Linked DNA regions of Mus musculus: all the other regions are linked to region 2. Evidence: chromatin contacts called from public promoter capture Hi-C data. All regions are on one chromosome and are shown on one strand. The core of a region is the stretch at or near the end of the contact, and the rest is flanking DNA. Distances in the headings are between cores, read along the strand shown.

Region 1 (2,700 bases), core at 134-2,633, 2.4 Mb after region 2:
CACCAGACTTGGAAGCTGTTTTGCAGGCTGGGATGGATCCAAACCAGATCTGTTGGGGGTACAGATCTAGTGTGTCAGGAACTTGTATCTAAGCCGACCTTGTCTACAACTCAGCCCCAATGAGAGACCAAGGTCCCTCAGGATCTGGTGCTCACTGTGATCTTAACTCTTAAACAGTACGGCTACGAACAGGAGGAATTAACAGGGTGAGCTCCAGGGAATGTTGGACAATTGTGGGCAAGGGGCATGGGACCTTAGTTCCTGTTTTGGGGCACCCAACAACCTCAAAAGGTAAGAGGAGAACGAAGGAAGGAGAGAGTGGTGAGTAGATGGACGGAGATACTGACAGATGAACACTGGAGTCCCTGGCAGCAATTGGACCCATAGTCCAAATTCCCAGGAAGCCCTTGTTGGCTGCAACTGGCCCCGAAAGGCCTCCAGCACGTGCCAAAAAAAAAGGAGCAGGCGCCAGAATGGCCACCAGGGGGCCAGCCGACGGTTCTAAGTACCCGTCCCGTCGGTGAGTCGGTGAGGAAGCATCCGAGCTGGGTTGCAGAGGACTGGCCGAGGAAACTGGACTAGGCCACGGCGTGACAAAAGCGTGTCCAGCGGGGCCAGCAGAAGCCGCACAGGGGTTTCAGGTGGAACTAAGGTGTGGGGTGCGGCACAGGGAAGAGGCCTGGGGCGCGCGCGCGGGGGGGGGGGTCCGCGGGTGCTGCCCCTCCCCCACGGCGCAGGCCCATTCCCCTCCCCCACTAGGGGGCTAACTCGTAGGTTAGGGAGCATCCACATTTCTCTCCCCGTCGGTTTTGCTTGCGTTTGGCCCTTTGTATGAGGCTAGTTCATTGGATAGTTTCGAGGTTCACCCCGCCCAAGTTCCTGAGCTGGCCAATTGCAGAAAGTGTCACAGCGCGCTAAGTTCCGGGGATCGTCACCGTACTGCGACGATTCCCAGGATGTTTAGGCCTCAGTGATCTTTGCTCCCGGGACTCGGGCCTTGAGCCCAAGGATACCTCCAGAGCCTGTGCCCGGGAAGGTGCCCTCTGAGCATCCGGATGACCCTTGGGAATCTATGCTTCTTTTTCCTCACACGACTCTCTGATGTGTCCTCGAGTGGACGCGCTCATCCCGAAGAGGAGTTTGCAGACGCTCCCTCGAGCCTAGGACGCGGCCCCTTTAAGAGTGCGGCCGTTCAGGGCACCGCCTGCTTGGACAGGCGCCCTGGGCTCGGGCTCCTTAGGCGGTCGCGGGCAACGAGGGCGCGGCAGCCGCGTGCGGGCTGCGGGAAGCTCGTGTTTAAGTAGACGCGTAGGCCACCGGACGGGAGGGACGGTAAGCTGAGCAGGCGTGTGGCGGGCAGCCCAGCTCAGGCCCCGCCCCGCCCGCTGGGGTCCTGCGCTCCGTGCTGCGCGCGGCGGGCGCGGAGGGAAGTCCCGAGACAAAGGAGCGCCGCCGCCTCTGCCGCCGCGACGGTCCGGGCCGCGGTCGCCCAGGTGAGCCGCCACCGGCCTGCGCACGCACTCCCATCTTCGCCCGGACTCGCCGCCGTTCCCAGTGAGCTTCCGGGAGGCGCCGAGCGGAGCCACGGCGGCCTCCTCTCGCTCGCGGCCTCCGAGTCTCGGCCTTCGGGGCACTAGGGCCCAGCCGCTGTGCCACGGGAGAATACAGGGTTGGGAGCACGGCCCACTGCCCCCCTACTCTTGGCGAACTGAGTTCCGCCGACCCCGCAACAGATAATCTGAGCTTCCCAGTAGCTCCCAGACGCGTTCTGGGCGGTGCTGGGCTCCGTAGTTAGGCGAGTGAGAGTGCGGAAGGCCGTGAGTACTGGGCCGTGTCGGGGCCTGTAAGCACCCGGAGTCACATCAGAAGGCTTCGTTCGTTACCGAGACGCTAGGCTTGTAGCTTGGGTTTTTGTGGGGGAGTCTTGTGTATATTCTCTGCCCCACCTTCCTTTATTCTTAAGGAACTGTTGTTTTAGTGGATGAGTTAGTTACCTGCCTGCATAGCAGAAAACGGGCGTCGAAGGGGAGTTTGTTTTCTTTCTAAAGGTATTCAGGCTGTGAGTGATCGCAGTCCTGCCCTCCTCTGGCTGTCTCTGCCACTGGAAACTTAACAAACAGCGTGGTATACTTACTGAAGGATCCTTAGGGCCTACAGTGTGCATTCGAGTAAAAGAGGCCGCTTCGCCCTATCCAAGCCAGCCGTAGTGCCTGGTACCCATGTTCCCTCTGCCGAGGTGGGCGGAGATAAGCAACCTTGCACAGGCTCTCTGACCGGTAAGTAGCTCTGAAGTAGGTGGTGTCGCCAGACAAATACTGTACACTGTAGGAAGCCTGGAGTCATAAGACCCATCCCTGTATGTCCTTCCTGTCTCTAGTAGTGGGGAGGGGAATGGTTTTTTGGTTTGGTTTGGTTTAGTTTGGTCATTGCATCACAAAACTTTTAGCTCGTGAAGTGACTGTTTGCCTGGGAAGGCAAGTTGTGTTTAAGTGGCTTTTGGAGTGCTTGCGGGAGCAGCAGCACTGCCCCCCAAGTTTCTGCCTAGATCATTGCCAGGGTGCTCCTAGGGTTCCTTTTCCTCGACCGTGGGGCAAAAGGCCTTTAAGAGTTCTGATAAGAGCCACCTCTCACTTCTCCCTGTTTTTGAGACAGGATCTCTTGTAGCCAAGGCTAACCTTGAACTCTTGGTGATTCCCTGGT
Region 2 (2,700 bases), core at 1-2,500:
CGTGTTGATTGACAGACAGTAAATGTCAACACAATACAAATTGTCTGTAAGGAGTATTTTCAGGAGCTGTCCTCCCAACCAGAGGTGAGGCAGTCCTTCACCTCCTCCGGTGCTGCCACCACGCATGGTCAGTTAATTTGATGCTGGCTTCGTGCTTGTGGCCGGGGTGTTGAGAAGACAGCTCATCAACCAGGCATGGTGGTGCACGCCTGCAATGCCAGCATTTGTGAGGCAGAGGCAAGAACAAAACCTTGTCTGCAATAAGCGAACACACACAATAAAGAAACCGTTTAGTCAGACAGGTAAAGGAGAACTAGAAATTAAAATCAACAAGGTGGGGTGCATTTCTTTGGGCATGGCTGGTTTTGTTTTGAGACTGTGCCTCTAGCTGGCCTGGAACTCGCTGTTTACACCAGGCTGGGCTTGAACTCAGGGAGATCTGCTTGCCTCTGCATCCGTACTGCACATCATGCCTTGCCTTTTAAATTAATTACTATTATTTATTATTATTATTATTATTATTATTTTTTTTTTTTTTTAGGGAGGGTCTTACTTGGATGTGTCTCGCCTGGACGCTACCCTGCCTGATGACTAACATTTCTTTTTTTGTTTGTTTGTTTTTCGAGGCAGGGTTTCTCTGTGTAGCCCTGGCTGTCCTGGAACTCACTTTGGGGACCAGGCTGGCCTCTGAAATCCGCCTGCCTCTGCCTCCCGAGTGCTGGGATCAAAGGCGTGCGCCACCACGCCCAGCATGACTAACATTTCTTATTTGAGAGGCTTTACGAAGCGTAAGTAAAATTTACTCCAGTATAAGCAGGGTTAATGGGGATGTCAGTTTCTTCCTGCGAATGAGTCTGGAATGTGTAAAAAGTGTACCAGCCATGTATGCTTTTTTTTTTTTTTTTTTTTTTTTTTTTTGTCCTTCCGGGACAAGGTCTCAGGTAGCTCAGGCTGGCCTAATCTATCCCTGAACTCTTAGCCCTCCGCCTCCATCCCCACCGGGCAATGCGGACCGGCCTCTCTGCACCAAGCGCCTGCACCCCAGCTCCGGACACAACTCACGGGCTAGCAATCTCCAGGTGGGGGCGGGGTGGAGGAGGGGGCGGGAAGCGTAGCGGGATGGCTCGCACATGCGTCCTAGCACCGTCCCCACTCCTCAGGCACTGCCGAGGGCACCCCAGGCAGCGCGCGGGTCCTGCAGGGAGGCGGAGCCGCGCAGCCCGGAAGAGACGCTGCGCCGCGCACGCCCCTTCCTTTCCAGCCTCCGCCTCGGACCCTGCAGCCGCCGCGGTGAGTTCCTCCGGCGTCCGGGCTCCATCTGTCGCCATCCGGGCCGCAGCGCTGCCGTTGAGGGCCCGCGTCCTCCGGGGGAGGCGAAGGCCGTACTCGCCCTTCCAGCCGCTCGCCGCGCCGTGCCCAGAGGGCTTTTGTGGGGGGACGCAGCTCTGCGACTCAGAGTCGACTGAAGAAGACCGGCGTCCCGATGGCGGCGGGTGGAGGAGAGGAGTTTGAAGGCCACGTGTGGCGGGAAGCGCCCGGGCCAGGGGTTCGGCTCCCGCCTGCGTGCGTCCCTTTCGCGGCAGACCCCCTCTCTCCTCCCTGCTACCCTCCGGTCTCTGCGTTACCTTTGGGGAGGACTTTTCAGGGGAGCACCGAGCCCGTTACTTTAGTGCTCCCTCTGCGCAGGAAGTGGAGCCCTTTCTCTGGCCCCTCCTTGTATTCTTTAAGGAGTCCCCCGATTTTGCTCTAGGTACGACCTCTGGTTCTGATGGCCCCCAAGTATGGTTGACAAGGTTCTGTGTCTACCTCCCACCCCCAGTCACTTGGCTGTGAGAGCCGTGACAGCAGATACATGGGTGCCTTTTGTGACCCTATTGCATTAACTTCCTGGTAGCTTTCCTCCAAACTGTGGAGGTGGAGGGACCTGGTCCCTATGGTGCCTGTCTGGCGTTTTCACCCTGTGACAGTGGTGATTTGGATTCTGGCCATGATGCTAAACCGTCACGTCTTTTTTGCAGATGTTGATGCCTAAGAAGAATCGGATTGCCATCTACGAACTCCTTTTTAAGGAGGGCGTGATGGTCGCCAAAAAGGATGTCCACATGCCTAAGCACCCGGAGCTGGCAGACAAAAATGTGCCCAACCTTCATGTAATGAAGGCCATGCAGGTGTGGAGAGGGACACAGGTGGGAATAGGTCTGCCCTTCCCGAGGAGCCAGCTGCTGACTGACATGTGTCTATGTCCTGCAGTCTCTCAAGTCTCGAGGCTACGTGAAGGAACAGTTTGCTTGGAGACATTTCTACTGGTACCTTACGAACGAGGGCATCCAGTATCTCCGAGACTACCTGCACCTACCCCCGGAGATCGTGCCCGCCACCCTGCGTCGCAGCCGTCCCGAGACCGGCAGGCCTCGGCCCAAAGGTACTGATTCTGATTGCCCCAAGGGCCGCCTCAGAAACCGTTTTTTGGGGGTGTATTGGTTGCACAATTGCTTTTGAGATAGGGTCTCATGAAACCCAGAGGGGCCTTGAGGTCCTTATATAGCTGGGAACTTTAAACAATCTCTGATCCCATCTCAGCCTGAGGGTTGGAGGTCACAGGTGTGTTCTACCTCTCACAGCTTAGACTTTTTTTTTTCTGGTTTTTCAAGACAGGGTTTCTCTGTGTAGCCCTGGCTGTCCTGGAACGCACTCTGTAGA
Region 3 (2,700 bases), core at 166-2,665, 2.6 Mb after region 2:
CGTCAAGGCTCCTAATACTTTTCTCCCCGAGTTCATCCTGCCTACCCCACGCAGGCCATCAGTCGGCACCTCGCGGAGCTTAGTTGCATTGCATCGGATGGGGAGGCGCGGCTCGAGAGCTTCTCTGGAACGTTCTGAGTACCGGACACCGCCCCGGCGCGTGGCGCGTTGATGCCTCGAGAGACCGCTGCAAGCGGTACTCAGCAGAGGCTTGCAGCAGCTAGGCACAGGGTTCCCTGGGTGACCGTGTGCACTTTAGCCAGTGTTAGCCAACGGCGAGTGTCGCTGAAGAGCAGGCGCAGTAGCACGGTCCACGCCAATGAGCCAAGGGGATAACCAGAGGCGGGGACCTCCTGCAAACTGGGATACTTTTTTCAAACGCCACATGCATAAGCATTAGAGTTTTAAAAACACATTTCCTTATCGCTTCGAATAGGAAAAGTGTTAGTGGACTATGCTACGATACATTTATGGTCTTAAACCTGTTTTCAAAGTGCAAAGTCCCCACCCGAGTTCCCGCGCGCTTCAAGACGCCCCGCTGAGGCGGTGATTTCTTCTCACGCATCCGTCAACATAGTCTCAGCCAATCACAGCCAGCACGCTGATCCTATTGGCTGTCGGTTGGCCAATCGGAAAAGACGCATGATCCGCAAGGGCGCGAGGTTGCCGTCACAACACGCCCCACGTTGCGGGCCCGCCCCTGTACATCGTGCGGGCGCGCGCACGTAACGCCTGCTGACCAATGGCAGCCTAGCTGGTTGGGCGCGCCCGCAGAAAAGCTGGACGTGCTCGTCTTTTTTGCGGGACGTTCGCCCCTCCCCGCTCCGGCGCCGACTTCAGGTCCCCGGCGGCCGCCGTAGCCGGAACTGTTTAGAGCGCGGCGTCCCGGGTGTGGGAGGGCGAGTGGCGGCTGCACCGGTGCCGTCAGCCCTGTTAGCCGCGCGCCAGTCCACGGAGAGGTCTTGCGAAGGGGAACAGTGCTTGGTGACCGCGCCTGACACCTGACCACCAGCCCGGCGTCGCGGCTTCGCCGCAGCCGGAGCTGCCGGGCCCGGTCGGTTCTGCGGAGGCCCGGGATCCGGGAGCCAGGCTGCCGGGAAGCGTGGATGAAAAAGGTGACCGTAGGCTGCACTTGGGAGCCTTCGGGATCCGCGGAGGGGCCGCGGTATTCGTGGGCTGCGCCGCGTGCAGCCAGCGGTCAGCTCCTCAGGAAGGTGCGAGCTTCTCCCACCCGAAATGGGACAAAGGGTGTGGAGCCGGGACGAGGCCCACAGTGCCCGCGCCTCCCACGGTCAGGAAGTGACGGGTTTCGGTGACGGACTCCTATGGAGTCCACCGCCTCTGGGGAACGACCGGAATGTGCCTGGGGACAGGGCCCAGCGCGCCGGCGAGTGGGTCCTGTTGGATTGATGCATTTTGCTTGGTGCTGTTGGCAGTGCTGGTTCTGGGAATGGGTTTCGCTCCCTAGCACAATGACAGGGTTTTGGGAACCGTGGTGAGGGGGTTAAAAGTGAATAGGTTCGAAGTCTTGTGCCATAAAATCATTTAGCGTGGGGTTGTGTCTTGTGTGGTTCTGTGCCAGGGTTTTCTTAAGGTAGTATTTGAAAGATCAGTGCCAAACAGGAAAATTGCACACCGTTTTTGGCAGCACCATTTTATGGTGTTACTTCGAGTTTTACATCTCTGTCTTTACCTTCAGTCTGTTTCTTTGTTATCATTGGTACCTTGCTCTGTCTGCTTTTCTTTTTAAGTGGAATGTTTTCAACAGTTATGTTGGACCTAGCGTCTGCTAAAGAACGGAGTGTTTCTCTGTCCTGCTTCATCATGTACACAGCCTGTCTTAAGATGTTGGAATGTACCTGAACTTTAGTTTATTCTGAGTATAATTTCTCCTAGCTACAGATAATTATTATTTTGCTTATCGATATCTTATGACAGTGGTAGAAGTTAAAGCAAGAATTTTGTTGTTTCCAGAATTGTTTACATAGTTCAGTTCCTATTCTTAAGATCCGACTGGAACATAACAGTGTTTGCTGTCACTTTTCCGGTGTTCTCTAACCTGTTCTATGCAACAGGCTTTGTTGAATGAGAGGTGTAGTCGGGCCATCTCCCTCCTGGGAAGGTTTCCGGAGTGCAGAGTCTCTCTCTTGCATGCCAGCTTTGGAGGGAGCGGCAGTTTTGGCCTATGGAGCACTAGGGGCTCGGAGGGCAGCGCGGGCCGTTGCAATAGGCAGGTGCGCGGCTTGATCGCGCGTGGCTCGGGAGCAGAGGGGAGGCACGGGCAGTGCGGGGAGCGAGGCGGGATCAAGCTGGGGGCCATGAGCTGCGGCTCCTTGGGTTAGGTGGTGGCGGGACGGCGGTACTGCGGGACCCAAAGCGCAGAGGCCAGGTCATGCTGCCGTGCCTTCCGTGGCTCCGGGCTGTGTTGGTCTACCTGGGTTAGGGGCATCCAAGGGCGGGGCGGGGTCCCGGTCCGGTCGGGCTCAGCACTCTGTGGGCCCTCGGGCGGGCGGCGGGCGGCGGGCGGCGCTGGAACAAACAACGGCCGCCATGTTGGGAGGCCGGCGGTAAACTTCTGCCTGCCGCCCGCCTCACCGCTCCTCGTCTCTCTCGCCGCAGGATGACAGTGAAGTTGGGCGACGCCGGCAGCGGGGAGGAAGGGCTCAAGAAGCTGGGCAAGCGGACGGCCGATGAGGAGTC

The links. Promoter capture Hi-C pulls out the DNA fragments that hold promoters and counts their contacts. Capture Hi-C pulls out chosen DNA fragments and counts their contacts.
Region 1: a promoter capture Hi-C map of erythroid cells shows a contact between it and region 2, with 5 times the contacts expected there. The contact joins the promoter of Ube2i here to the promoter of Rps10 in region 2. A contact is called at or near these places in 4 of 39 promoter capture datasets (erythroid cells, liver and pre-B cells) and 1 of 9 other capture datasets (liver).
Region 3: a contact with region 2 is called in a promoter capture Hi-C map of adipose tissue, with 3 times the contacts expected there. The contact joins the promoter of Cramp1l here to the promoter of Rps10 in region 2. A contact is called at or near these places in 2 of 39 promoter capture datasets (liver and pre-B cells) and 1 of 9 other capture datasets (adipose tissue).

Annotation. Positions count from the first base shown.
Region 1 is chr17:25,272,114-25,274,813 of GRCm38.p6, reverse strand. It overlaps Ube2i (ubiquitin-conjugating enzyme E2I), which reads left to right and starts at 1,383. Exons shown (of 7, transcript NM_001177610.1): 1 at 1,383-1,493. Gm17801 (predicted gene, 17801) reads right to left here and starts at 690. Exons shown (of 1, transcript NR_027452.1): 1 at 1-690.
Region 2 is chr17:27,633,794-27,636,493 of GRCm38.p6, reverse strand. Rps10 (ribosomal protein S10) reads left to right here and starts at 1,250. Exons shown (of 6, transcript NM_025963.4): 1 at 1,250-1,290; 2 at 2,019-2,168; 3 at 2,251-2,422. The coding sequence starts at 2,019. Gm15420 (predicted gene 15420) reads right to left here and starts at 1,250. Exons shown (of 2, transcript NR_167724.1): 1 at 1,063-1,250.
Region 3 is chr17:25,013,945-25,016,644 of GRCm38.p6, reverse strand. Cramp1l (cramped chromatin regulator homolog 1) reads left to right here and starts at 1,415. Exons shown (of 21, transcript NM_020608.3): 1 at 1,415-1,518; 2 at 2,620-2,700. The coding sequence starts at 2,621. Ift140 (intraflagellar transport 140) reads right to left here and starts at 559. Exons shown (of 30, transcript NM_134126.3): 1 at 1-559.